4 separate regions of the Mus musculus genome follow, and regions 2, 3 and 4 are each linked to region 1. The links are chromatin contacts, called in public HiChIP or PLAC-seq and promoter capture Hi-C maps. All regions are on one chromosome and are shown on one strand. The core of a region is the stretch at or near the end of the contact, and the rest is flanking DNA. Distances in the headings are between cores, read along the strand shown.

The links. Promoter capture Hi-C pulls out the DNA fragments that hold promoters and counts their contacts. HiChIP or PLAC-seq counts read pairs in DNA pulled down with a chosen protein or histone mark.
Region 2: a contact with region 1 is called in an HNF4G HiChIP or PLAC-seq map of pancreatic cancer cells. The contact joins the promoter of Ccdc43 here to the promoter of Plekhm1 in region 1. A contact is called at or near these places in 2 of 115 datasets of contacts at active chromatin or transcription factors (pancreatic cancer cells and stem cell-derived neural progenitor cells).
Region 3: a promoter capture Hi-C map of embryonic stem cells shows a contact between it and region 1, with 2.4 times the contacts expected there. The contact joins the promoter of Nsf here to the promoter of Plekhm1 in region 1. A contact is called at or near these places in 3 of 39 promoter capture datasets (cranial neural crest, embryonic stem cells and liver), 1 of 484 Hi-C or Micro-C datasets (muscle stem cells) and 2 of 115 datasets of contacts at active chromatin or transcription factors (cardiomyocytes and embryonic stem cells).
Region 4: an H3K27ac HiChIP or PLAC-seq map of microglia shows a contact between it and region 1, with 4 times the contacts expected there. The contact joins the promoter of Fzd2 here to the promoter of Plekhm1 in region 1.

What each region holds. Positions count from the first base shown.
Region 1 is chr11:103,411,433-103,414,144 of GRCm38.p6, forward strand. Plekhm1 (pleckstrin homology domain containing, family M (with RUN domain) member 1) reads right to left here and starts at 1,273. Exons shown (of 12, transcript NM_183034.2): 1 at 1,161-1,273.
Region 2 is chr11:102,696,165-102,699,040 of GRCm38.p6, forward strand. Ccdc43 (coiled-coil domain containing 43) reads right to left here and starts at 1,561. Exons shown (of 5, transcript NM_025918.3): 1 at 1,347-1,561. The coding sequence starts at 1,544. It overlaps Gm34392 (a long non-coding RNA gene), which reads left to right and starts at 1,615. Exons shown (of 2, transcript XR_389053.1): 1 at 1,615-1,676; 2 at 1,776-2,050.
Region 3 is chr11:103,952,536-103,955,423 of GRCm38.p6, forward strand. Nsf (N-ethylmaleimide sensitive fusion protein) reads right to left here and starts at 1,521. Exons shown (of 21, transcript NM_008740.4): 1 at 1,435-1,521. The coding sequence starts at 1,446.
Region 4 is chr11:102,603,097-102,605,796 of GRCm38.p6, forward strand. It overlaps Fzd2 (frizzled class receptor 2), which reads left to right and starts at 1,335. Exons shown (of 1, transcript NM_020510.2): 1 at 1,335-2,700. The coding sequence starts at 1,636.

The sequences.
Region 1 (2,712 bases), core at 23-2,522:
AAAGAGAGCTGGATCAAGGAAGAAAATGACAGGAGTTGAGTAGATCTAGTTAATAGCAATTCTGGGAAGCCAGGCATGGTGACTCATGCCTACAATTCCAGCACTTGGGAGGTGGAGGCAGGGAGGATCAGGAGTCCATGGCTGTTTAGATTGGCTGTCTTAAAACAATAACAAAAACAAAAAACAAAACCACCCTCCATCCTACAAAAACAAACAAACAAACAAACAAACAAAAAACAGATTAAAACCAGGAGTGGTGACCCACACTGTGAGTTTGAGGCCAGCCTGATCTACATAGTGAGTGATCTGAGAGAGAGATCTAAGGCTAAATAGTGACATGCTGTCTCAAAAACAACAACAACAACAACCCAAAACCCCAAACTAACAGTGATGTTAGGGGGCAGGAATATTATGTACATGCATAAAATTCTCAAAGAATTAATAAATGCATATTAAATTTAAAGTAACGAAAGGACTGGGGGAAGTGGTAGAAACTGAGACAGTCCTCTACAGCAGAGTCGGGGACAGTTTAATATTAAGTCTTAGACAGGAAAGTGCCTGAGAGACCTTACCTCTGTGATCAGCTAGGGAATTAGGTAAAAATCGGTAAAGAAAAGATACACACAAGCCTTGAGATAAAGCTGTGACGTCAGTAACCAAGAAGAAACCGGCAAGTTCAACAGGAGAAAACTTCAGTAGTGGGTCAATGGGAGGGAGGGAGACTTAGCGTGTTTGGGACGAGTGAGCCAGATACGACAGGCTGCGATAAGAAATTGAGCCAGAATGGAGGGTCGAGGGAAGGTTCAGAAGAGATGAGGGATAAACGCGATGTTGAGATAAGAGGTGGCGAAGGGATGTGGCTCGCTCGGATCGGGTTGCAACTGGGCTAAAGAGGGGTCACGAGTGAGGCTACACTTTTGCAAGACCGGTGGTTAGGGGACCCGGCTTGGGGCTGAGGTTGGCTGCGGTGGAGACGGAGGGGAGAGAGCCGGTGGCCACTGGCTGAGGTGGGAGCAGGCCCGGGCTGCGAAGGGCCGAGGTTCCCACCCCAAGTCTCCAGGCGCACAGGGGTCGCGAGTGGCTGCGAGGTTGCGGGCCCACCGCCGGGTCGCATCACCGCCCCGCGCTTCCCTCCACGTTCAGACCCCAGACTCACTCACCGAAGGGATCAGGAGCAGGTGGCGGCGCTCCGGGCGAAGCGAGACCCCCCTCGGTTCCGAGCAGAAGCTGCGGCTCCAAAGGCACTGACAACAGGAAGCGGCGCGCGGCGTCTGACGCCATCACGTCGGCTCCTCGCTACGGCCCCGCCCCCAGTCCTCAAAAACCAATCACTGGGCCTAGAGGAGCCGAGGGGCGGGGCCGTCAGCTCTTCCCTTGCCCCGGATTGCAGGGCTTCTTGGCTCAGGTGAGCGATCCTGCCGCTCTCGCTACTCTGGCTCTGGGTAGCGCAGAGAGGCTGGACCCTTGGAGCTTCGGGACTTCTGCGTCCCGCAGCTCTGCCCCTCAATCGCATCTGTGCAACTTTGGGGTTGTCGTGTTTGCCCCCTTAATCCGAAAATGCGCCCTGTTGCGCCATTAACCCGTATGTTTCCCTAAGGGCATTAGTAGTGGAGGGAGCAAGTGGATCCTGGGTCCAAGTGGGACCTTCAGGTCTGGTTTTTCCGGAGCCAGGAAACAGTTGTTTTGACTTGTCTCATACCACGTGATCGCCCTGAGGGCTCTCTTGGACCTGTTAGTTTAATTTGCCTGCGGTCAGCCCTTTGAGGCATGAAGCCCAGAGGACCTGCTTTTTGTCTTCTCACTATTTAATTGCTTTTGTTCCATTACAGAAAATGACAGCTGTCTCTCGGAATAGACGCGGAAGAAAACTGTCAAATGTAGCAACCGTGACTAATAAAGGGCAGGCTGGGCAGGTCTGAGGACCGTGCCCAAAAGGGAACCTAGGACCTAGGTGTGGGCCATAGAGGTGGTGACTGTAAAAGAAAAGACTCTCTGTGAGTTTATATGAACTTTGCTCCTATTGACTTAGAGGACCTTGTTTTCTTGGTGTCTTCCATCCCCTCTGGCTCCTACACTCTTTCCACCTCTCCCTTGGGGTTCCCTATCTGCTGTAGAAGGAAACTTCTCTAATGATGGCTGAACAAGGCATTGATCTATGAGTACCCAAATGTCATTAGGAGTCATTTTATCACTATGTCTTTTTTTTCCTTTTCTTTCTTTCTTTTTACCAGTTGTGGTTTGAATGTGCTTGGCCCATGGGAAATGGCACTATTTAGGAGGCATGGCCTTACTGGAAGAGGTGTGGCCTTGTTAGCGGAAGTATGTCACTGTGGCTTTGAGGTAATATATATTTGAATATATGTTCAAACATATATATGCTCAAACTCTGCCCAGTCTCTTGGTTGCCTTCTTTTTTCTTTCTTTCTTTTTTTTTTAATTTATTTTATTTTTATTATATGTAAGTACACTGTAGCTGTCTTCAGACACTCCGGAAGAGGGAGTCAGATCTCATTAAGGATGGTTGTGAGCCACCATGTGGTTGCTGGGATTTGAACTCAGGACCTTTGGAAGAGCAGTTGGGTATCTTACCCACTGAGCCATCTCTCCAGCCCTCTGGGTTGCCTTCTAATCAAGACTCTTAAAAAAAAAAAAAAAAAAAAAAAAGCTCCTCCCCCAGCACCACACCTGTCTGCCTGCTGCCACGCTAATGAC
Region 2 (2,876 bases), core at 311-2,810, 710 kb before region 1:
TAGATTTGCACTTCTTTCACATGCGTGCCTGTTACCCACGGAGGTCAGAACGGATTGTCCAATCCCCTTAAACTAGAACTACAGATGGTTGTGAGCCACTGTGTAGGGTCTGGAAATGGAACTCAGGTCCTATGTAAGAGCAACAAGTGCTCTCAACTACTGAGCCATCTTTCCAGCCCCCAACTCAATTATATTAAAAAGGAAGTCTCTACAGGACAATCTCAGGGCAAGAGAGGTAGGGAATCTAATCTATGCATATAATCTAACTGTTTCTGTTGGGAGTGGAACGGGGAGGGATGAACACCGCACAAATATCAGATTAGAAAAGTGGGTGTCTTGATCGCCTCTGATACATAAATACAGCTTTAAATTACAAATTTCTAAATTAGTGAGTCTCCTTGGTCTGGTTTGCCAGGGTCTCACTTGGCAAGCCCAAAGTTGGCCACCCACTTGCTGACCTCTGCAGGGCTGGGATTATAATCACGCATCACATCACAGCATACTGTGACGAATCTGCATTTGAGTATTTGAGACAGGGTTTCTCTGTGCCCCGGCTGTCCAGGAACTCACTGCGTAGACCACAAAGGCCAGTCTCTGCCTCCTGAGAGCTGGGATTAAAGGTTTGTGCCCCACCCACGAACCTGCTTCTTTTTGGTTGTTTTGTTTTTTCAACAAAAAAGGGTTTCTCTGTGTAGACCACGATGGCCTTGAAAATCACAGAGATCAGCCTCCTGAGTGCTAGGACTAAAGATGTGCACCAGCCACCATTCCATACAAATACCTTATCTGTTTCCAGTTTGTCTTCATCACAGGGTACCGCCCCACCCAACACACATTAATAATTACTGAATTTCCCAAGGTTGCTTATCGTGAAAAGATCTCCATTACCTTACCAATTGAGGACTCTACTGAAATTGGAGCCAAAAGGGAACTTCCCACAGGCTTTTGTCATGGGACAGCCCTGAGACTACCCGCTAATGGGCAGACATCTCAAAAACATTTTACTCCCCACTCTAAACATCGCAAACCATAGAAATGGAACTATTAGACGTTTATGATCGAACTGCCATTTACACATCTTAATGGCTTCAGGATACTCTCTAGCACATCCAAAGGCACCCAGGGAGCCTTGTTGCCCGGAATATGGGGATCCCATCCTCTCTGTACACCTGCAACCCAAAATCTGGCGAGGGAGCAGCAGCCCACTTCTCCCTCAGTTATGCTTCTTTCCGGTAAAACCACTAAGCCTTCGTGACAGCAAAAGGAAAGAGAGATGTGAAGTAACGAAAGAGGTTCCCAGATTTCTCCGTGAGGTTGATAGGATGTGTCCCGACTACTCTACTCACCAGGAAAGCAGAGAGGATACCCTGCAGGGCGTCCAGCTTCTCTTCCTCCTCCTCCTCCTGTAGGACGCCAAGGATGTAAGCGGCGTAAACGGCTCGGTCCACTCCCAGCGCCTCCAACCGTCCGTCAAGCCAGGATCCAAAAGCCCCGCCATCGCCTTCACCGAGGACTGCCGCGGCCACTTCGCTGGGCGCCGCCATGCTGGGGACAGGGTCCTGCCGGACCCGAGGGTGCCTACCGCAGTGCCTGTCGGGCCGCGCCACTGGGCCAGCGCGCATGCCCGGAGAGGGATCCTCCACCCCTGCGCGCCGGGCTGTGATCCGCGGTTTGAGGTATCTTTATGTCCTCGCAGCTAGCGCTTCTCGGTGTAAGCGTGGTCGCATGGGCACCCAGGAACACCGGCAGGTGAGTTTTGAACCGGTTCGTTATAGTTGGCAACGATCGGATTCAGTGTCATTGTCAGACACGTGACAGAGAGCTCAGAGGACTGCTCACCACGGATTCCAGCAGTTCTGCTCTGCGCCCGGCAGGTTCTTGTGGAATGTGAAGCCAGGATGCCCCACTGAGTCTTGTGTTCCGGAATACCACCTTCACTGCCATTCCAAGCCGCCTTCCCTGAAAACCCAAATTTCAGAAAACGTTCTCTGACTCATTTCTGTACAGAGACACATAGCAGGTTCTCAACAGTTAAACATGCAGCCTCGGAGTCATTGCTTTTAATTATTGCTTCCGTGTTTCCACAGGTATACCTTTGAGGACTGTCTTAGAGTTTCTGTTGAGATAAGACACCATGGCCAAAGCAACTAGGAGAGAAAAGGTTTATTTCAGCTTCCACTCTCAGGTCACGCCCCATTACTAAGGGGAAGTCACAGGAACTCAAGGCTCGAACCTGGAAGCAGGAGCCTTGGAAGATTGCTGTTTAATGGCTTGCTCCTCTTGCCTTGCTCAGATTGCTTTCTTCCACCATCTAGGAGACACCTGCCCAGGGGTGGCACCAGCCACAATAAGTTGGGCTCTCCCACAACAATCACTAATCAAGACAATGTCCCACAGGCCAATCTTATAGGAGGTCGTTCTCTAAATTCCCCTCTTCCCAAATGACTGTAGACACATGACAGCCAACCCAAGAAACAAGTTCTGTCCTCTGCCAGGGACGGTGCTAAGAGGTTCCCATGAAGTATCTGTTGCCATCTTCCCAACAACCCAGCGAGGAGATGCCTTTATGTTCGATTAAAAGATAAGGAAACTGGAGCGATGGCTCAGCTGATAAGAGCACTGGCTGCTCTTCCAGGGACCCAGTTCAGGGGATCTGGCACCCTCACACAGACAAACATGCAGGCAAAACATCAATGACATATATATATATGGGTAAGGAAATGACACACCATGAGAGAGAACCTAAGAGGGGACAGAACTCTACCAGCAGAATGCCAGCTCTGGCCTGAGGTGGGCTAGACTCAAACTACAGAGGAGGAGGAGGAGGAGGCTGTGCAGGGGCCTTTACTCTGACTGCTTGCTTCACTGGATACTTA
Region 3 (2,888 bases), core at 271-2,770, 540 kb after region 1:
GAGTGTGGGAATTGAATGACAGGGAGGAGGAAGGTGACTCCGAAAGAGAGATGAGTCAAAACATTAGCCCAGCATTACTGAAGCCATGGAAGAATGTCTTCCATTAAGGAGGAGACGGGCAACACTGTCAGACGCTCTGAGACATCACGTGTAACAAGGATTGGGAAATGGGCATGAATTTTAGGGATGCATTTCAGTCCGACTGTGGTGGGCCCAGGAGGTAGCAGGTGGTAGGCAAATGAGAGTCAACACACACAGAAAATCACCAGACTTTGCCACTGGGGGAAAAAAAATGGTTAGAGGAAAAGTCTGTGGGGGCAGAGGGAGGGTTTAAGAGACCAGTGCATTCCAGAAGGGCTGATGATTCAGGAGAGGGGCTCCTGAGGAGGCAAAAACAGACCCTGAAATAGTTAAAAGGGTCAGCTTGAGATAAAAGGGGGATTATGAAAAAAGGAAGAGAAAAAGATGGAGCTAGTCTGATGACCTCTACCGTCTCTTTGGGACTTTAGAATCTCATGACCTACAATTCTCTTTAGACAGGACATTTACATATATGCATACATGTATGCAAACTTATTCAAATATTCAGGTGTAAGTGAATCAGTCAAGCACAACGTTAGTCTGTAATGACGCAGTTAATGTCCCCAGGTTTCGAACAGGGCAATCTCTGGGCAGGATCCATCCATCAGCGATATTAGCTCTGATGCCTACTGCAATAACAGCAGTGACCTGGCCCCATCTCTCCTCGCCAACCCCAATCCTACCCCGCCGTCCTACGAGCTTAATGGGGAAGTAAAATGTAAATCCCTGAGACTACAACACAGCCTGCTGCATTCGAATCGACTGTCATTTAGAAAAACAAAACGTGACACCCCAAGTCCATCTGCACGAAAGACATTGCTGCTTCACAGCTGATATGTTTCTCCCCAGGAGATGGTCTAAGGTTAGCCGTAAAAGTAATTTGCAGACCTCCCCTCCTCTTTTCATAACATTCATTTAGGAAGAACTAGAAATGGGTTCCCACACCCTCGCCCTGACTGCAGCAGACTACACCCCGCGGTTATCCGGCAGTGCCACCTCAGAAACCCTCGGAGGAGTGTGGAGGGCACACAGCGCTCGTCAGAGGGGGGCTCCAGTGGCCACTACCCTCAAGATGCTTGAAGGACGAGAGAAACGAGCCCCAGGGGATGACAAGGGAAGCACTGGAGACCCGGGGGACGAAGAGACAACCCTCGGGGAGGACAGAGTTTCTGAGCAGAGCTAATCCCCTGCCGCAGCTACACTGTCTCGCCTCCAGCGTTGCTCTGACCTCCCTTCCTTCAGCGTTCCTGGGTGCTCAGCCTCGCGCCCCTTCCCCGGAGCCCTCGTGGACCTCGCAGCAGTCGCGACCTCGGGCGATCCGCTGCGAGCCCGGGCTGCCCGGCCGCCACTCACCCGGCCCGCCATCTTCGCGGACACGTCCGGCTCCCAGGTTGCAGCTCCGCACTCTGCTGAGCCCGCCTCCGCCGCGCGCGTGCTCGCCGGCAGCCGGCCCTCGCGCAGGCGCGCAGCCGCCGGGAGGCCGCGCCCGCGCCCGGCCGCGTCCCCGACGCCCTTCCCCATCCCGTGCGAGCGCGCAGTCCGAGCACCGCCATTTTGGCTGAAGACAAGCTGGCCGCCTCACTGCTACCCGGTTTTCACAAAGCTGGCCACGTGGCCTTTTAATGGACTTTTAGCTTTCTGCTTCCAGACCTCTTAAAACAGAATGCGCCGAGAAAACCCCGCGTGGTTGCTGGCCTTTCCCCCAAAGGGGACTGTGGAGGGGGCGCGCAATAGCTAAAAGCTGGTTCTGAATTCGGATTCTATTCGAATCCGAGCTTTTCTTTGCAGGCACACTTGTTTTGAGAGTGAATCATAATTATATATGCGCTAGCTTTATAGTTCGATATTTTCATTTATAAGCACAACTTCTATCTTTTTTAAGGTGTTTGTTTGTTCGTTTGTTTTAACGTGCATTGGTATTCCGCCATCCACCTCTGCATGTTCAAAACTCTATTTTGAGTCCTCAGGAAAAAAAAAAAAACAATGCCACAGAAAAACTAAAATGATTTGGATAAGACAAAATACCAGAAGATAGTTCTATAAGCAGCACAGCAGTAAAAGTCTCACACAGGAAACAAGACAGGTGTACCCTGTCCTGCCAAGGCTGAAAGTGAGACTTTTAGCATGTAGCAGGACTTCAGGGTTAAGGAGGAATGTTTGACATAGCCTCCTCATATCCGTTCCCTTATGTCCTCTTCAGCACTTTTCTCTAAAGTACTCTTGGGTCCCCTTACAAATATATAATGTCATTTAAAATGTATGCAACATGTAAAAATAAGACATGATATCTATGAGAATACATGAGATATTCAATAAGATTACTCCCTAAAAGGAAAAGTAAAGTTGGAGGAACCCTCTTAGAGGAAAGTCTCTGGGATGGAATGGGTACCTCTTCCTGGGAGCAAACCTGAAGACCTTGAAATACTCTAAAAGGGAGATACTAGGGGTAGGGGGTGCAGCCTAATCAGTCCTGAGAAGCACTCAGCAGGCCCAGGGAACAGCAAACAAAAGGGTGTACACACCGACAGGGATAAAAGGGAGCTACAGGGGTATTTCCTATGCTAGGGTGGTCAAGATAGGGACCAGTTTTTAGTAACTGGTAAGTCAGTAAGTCAGAACCATTCACACTATCAATATCTTCACTGTAATGAGTGTCTCTAAGAAAGGACTCAGAACTAAGCAAAAATTATATTTGCTCAAGAGTTACCTCTCTTTCCAAGAATTCTGTACAGGATCTACGTTCTTATATCATCTTAGCATTGAAATTCTACTCAAGTTTTGCATCTGAAAGATTATTAAATTCATTG
Region 4 (2,700 bases), core at 85-2,584, 810 kb before region 1:
AATCCTAGTGTGAAGGGAGTTGGGGGTGGGGGGCATTTCTTCGGGCCACCTCACCCCTCAGCCAGGTGAGAAGTGAGAGGAGAAATTCTGTACTACAACCCCAGCCTTCCTCCCTCTCTCCAGCCGTACACACCATCTTTCTGGTGTGGAATCACTTAAAGTTTGGGTAAAACTCCCTTTTCTCCCAGGAGATCAAATCTGGAAGCTTTTAGGAGGCGGAGCAAGGATTGGGAGGGAGAAGGCAAATTCCCCAAAACGTTCGTCAGACCTAAGAGAGTCGTTTCTTTACTCAAAACTGCCCATCACCCCCGCCACCCCACCCCCCCAGCCATTAACTTTCGATTAAGACCTCCTCCTTATGGCAACTAAACTTTACTTTGCATAATTAAGATTTTCCTCGGAAAGGGGGTGGATTGAATCCTCAGCTCCGGGCCTTTCTCCTTCACTTCACCCCCCAACCCCCGCCCCAGCCCCGCAGCCTGGCCTCTGAGTTCCTGAATTTTCTCACTTTGAGGTGCCACTAAACACAAAGAACCATAATGGGCTCCTTTGTGCTCGCTATGGGGCAATTACACCCCGGAGTCCCGGCCCCTTTAAGAGCCTCTTAAAGAGACAGGCTCTCGTTTTTCAGAGGGTTACTTTTGGGTGTGTGTAGGGGGAGGGGCGAGGAAAACTTCTAGGAGTCCTTGTTTAGGGTGAAGTGACACTTTTACCTCGACTCTCTGAGAGGGATTGAGAGACGTCTTTGCAAGCTATTCGCTAACGTGCTTTAAAAACATACATATTTCTCTCTCTCTCTCTGTATATATTTTTTTAAACGGGATTTTTCACTTGGTTTTATAAATGGTACTGAAAAGGGGGGAGGGGGCGGTGAGCAGGGGCAGGAGCAAAGAGCTCTTGTACCTCAGAGGGTTTGGGCTCTAGGGCCACAGATTAGGCTAGAGTTGTCTGGGTCGGATGCCACTTTGAGAAAACGTGTCTCCGGATCTTTCCTGGGCGACTCCGAAGCAATCACGGACTGAGCAAACAGCTCCTAATATAATAATAGCTTGTCTCTTTAAAAAAGCAGAAGGAGGGGGGTAGAGTTTTCTTGGCATCTGGTTTCTGATCTCATTATGTTGTGGTCGACCAATCCAGCCCTTGGGGCTGGTCCTCCAGTTTAAATCTGATTGGCCGAGAGCACATTTTGGGATGGTGCAAAGCTCGACGGGGCGGTTTCAAGGATCCCTTTTGAGGGGGGGCTGAGGAGAGGGCGGGGCCGCCAGTGGGGGCCCCCTTGAAACCGACTAATTGGGATCGGAGAGGCCGAGGTGAGGGCTGAAGGAGGCACAAAGGAGTCGCTGGGTAGAGGAGGGTGGGGAGAGGGGAAGCCCAGAGGCTAGAGGAGGAAGAGGAGCTAGGGCAGCGGTGCGCCGCGTCTCCGACCCTCAGTCCGACCGCGGCGAGCCAGCAGGCGGGTGCGCCGCCCCCTCCCCCGCCGCCCAATCTCCCCAACTCTGCGGCCGCGAGCAAAGTTTGCAAGGAGACGCGGGAGGCGGCCGGGCAGCTAGGCGGCAGCGGGGAAGGCGCGCGGTCTCTGGGTTGGGGGCGGGGGCTGGGGGGCGCCCAGGAGCCGAGTGGGGGGCGGCGGCCAGCATGCGGGCCCGCAGCGCCCTGCCCCGCAGCGCCCTGCCCCGCCTGCTGCTGCCACTGCTGCTGCTGCCGGCCGCCGGACCGGCCCAGTTCCACGGGGAGAAGGGCATCTCCATCCCGGACCACGGCTTCTGCCAGCCCATCTCCATCCCGCTGTGCACGGACATCGCCTACAACCAGACCATCATGCCCAACCTTCTTGGCCACACGAACCAGGAAGACGCGGGCCTGGAGGTGCATCAGTTCTACCCGCTGGTGAAGGTGCAGTGCTCGCCCGAGCTGCGCTTCTTCCTGTGCTCCATGTACGCGCCGGTGTGCACAGTGCTGGAGCAGGCCATCCCGCCGTGCCGCTCCATCTGCGAGCGCGCGCGCCAAGGCTGCGAGGCGCTCATGAACAAGTTCGGCTTCCAATGGCCCGAGCGCCTCCGCTGCGAGCATTTCCCGCGTCACGGCGCGGAGCAGATCTGCGTGGGCCAGAACCACTCGGAGGACGGAGCTCCTGCGCTACTCACCACCGCGCCACCTTCTGGGCTGCAGCCCGGCGCGGGTGGCACCCCGGGCGGCCCTGGCGGTGGTGGCTCGCCACCGCGTTACGCCACTCTGGAGCACCCTTTCCACTGTCCCCGCGTCCTCAAGGTGCCGTCCTATCTCAGCTATAAGTTTCTGGGTGAGCGCGATTGTGCCGCGCCCTGCGAGCCCGCACGGCCCGACGGCTCTATGTTCTTCTCGCAAGAGGAGACTCGTTTTGCCCGTCTCTGGATCCTCACATGGTCGGTGTTGTGCTGCGCTTCCACTTTCTTCACGGTCACCACCTATTTAGTGGACATGCAGCGATTTCGCTACCCAGAGCGGCCCATCATCTTTCTGTCCGGCTGCTACACCATGGTGTCAGTGGCCTACATTGCGGGCTTCGTTCTCCAGGAGCGCGTGGTATGCAATGAGCGCTTCTCAGAGGACGGTTATCGCACGGTGGTGCAGGGCACTAAGAAAGAAGGCTGCACTATACTCTTCATGATGCTCTACTTCTTCAGCATGGCCAGCTCCATCTGGTGGGTGATTCTGTCCCTC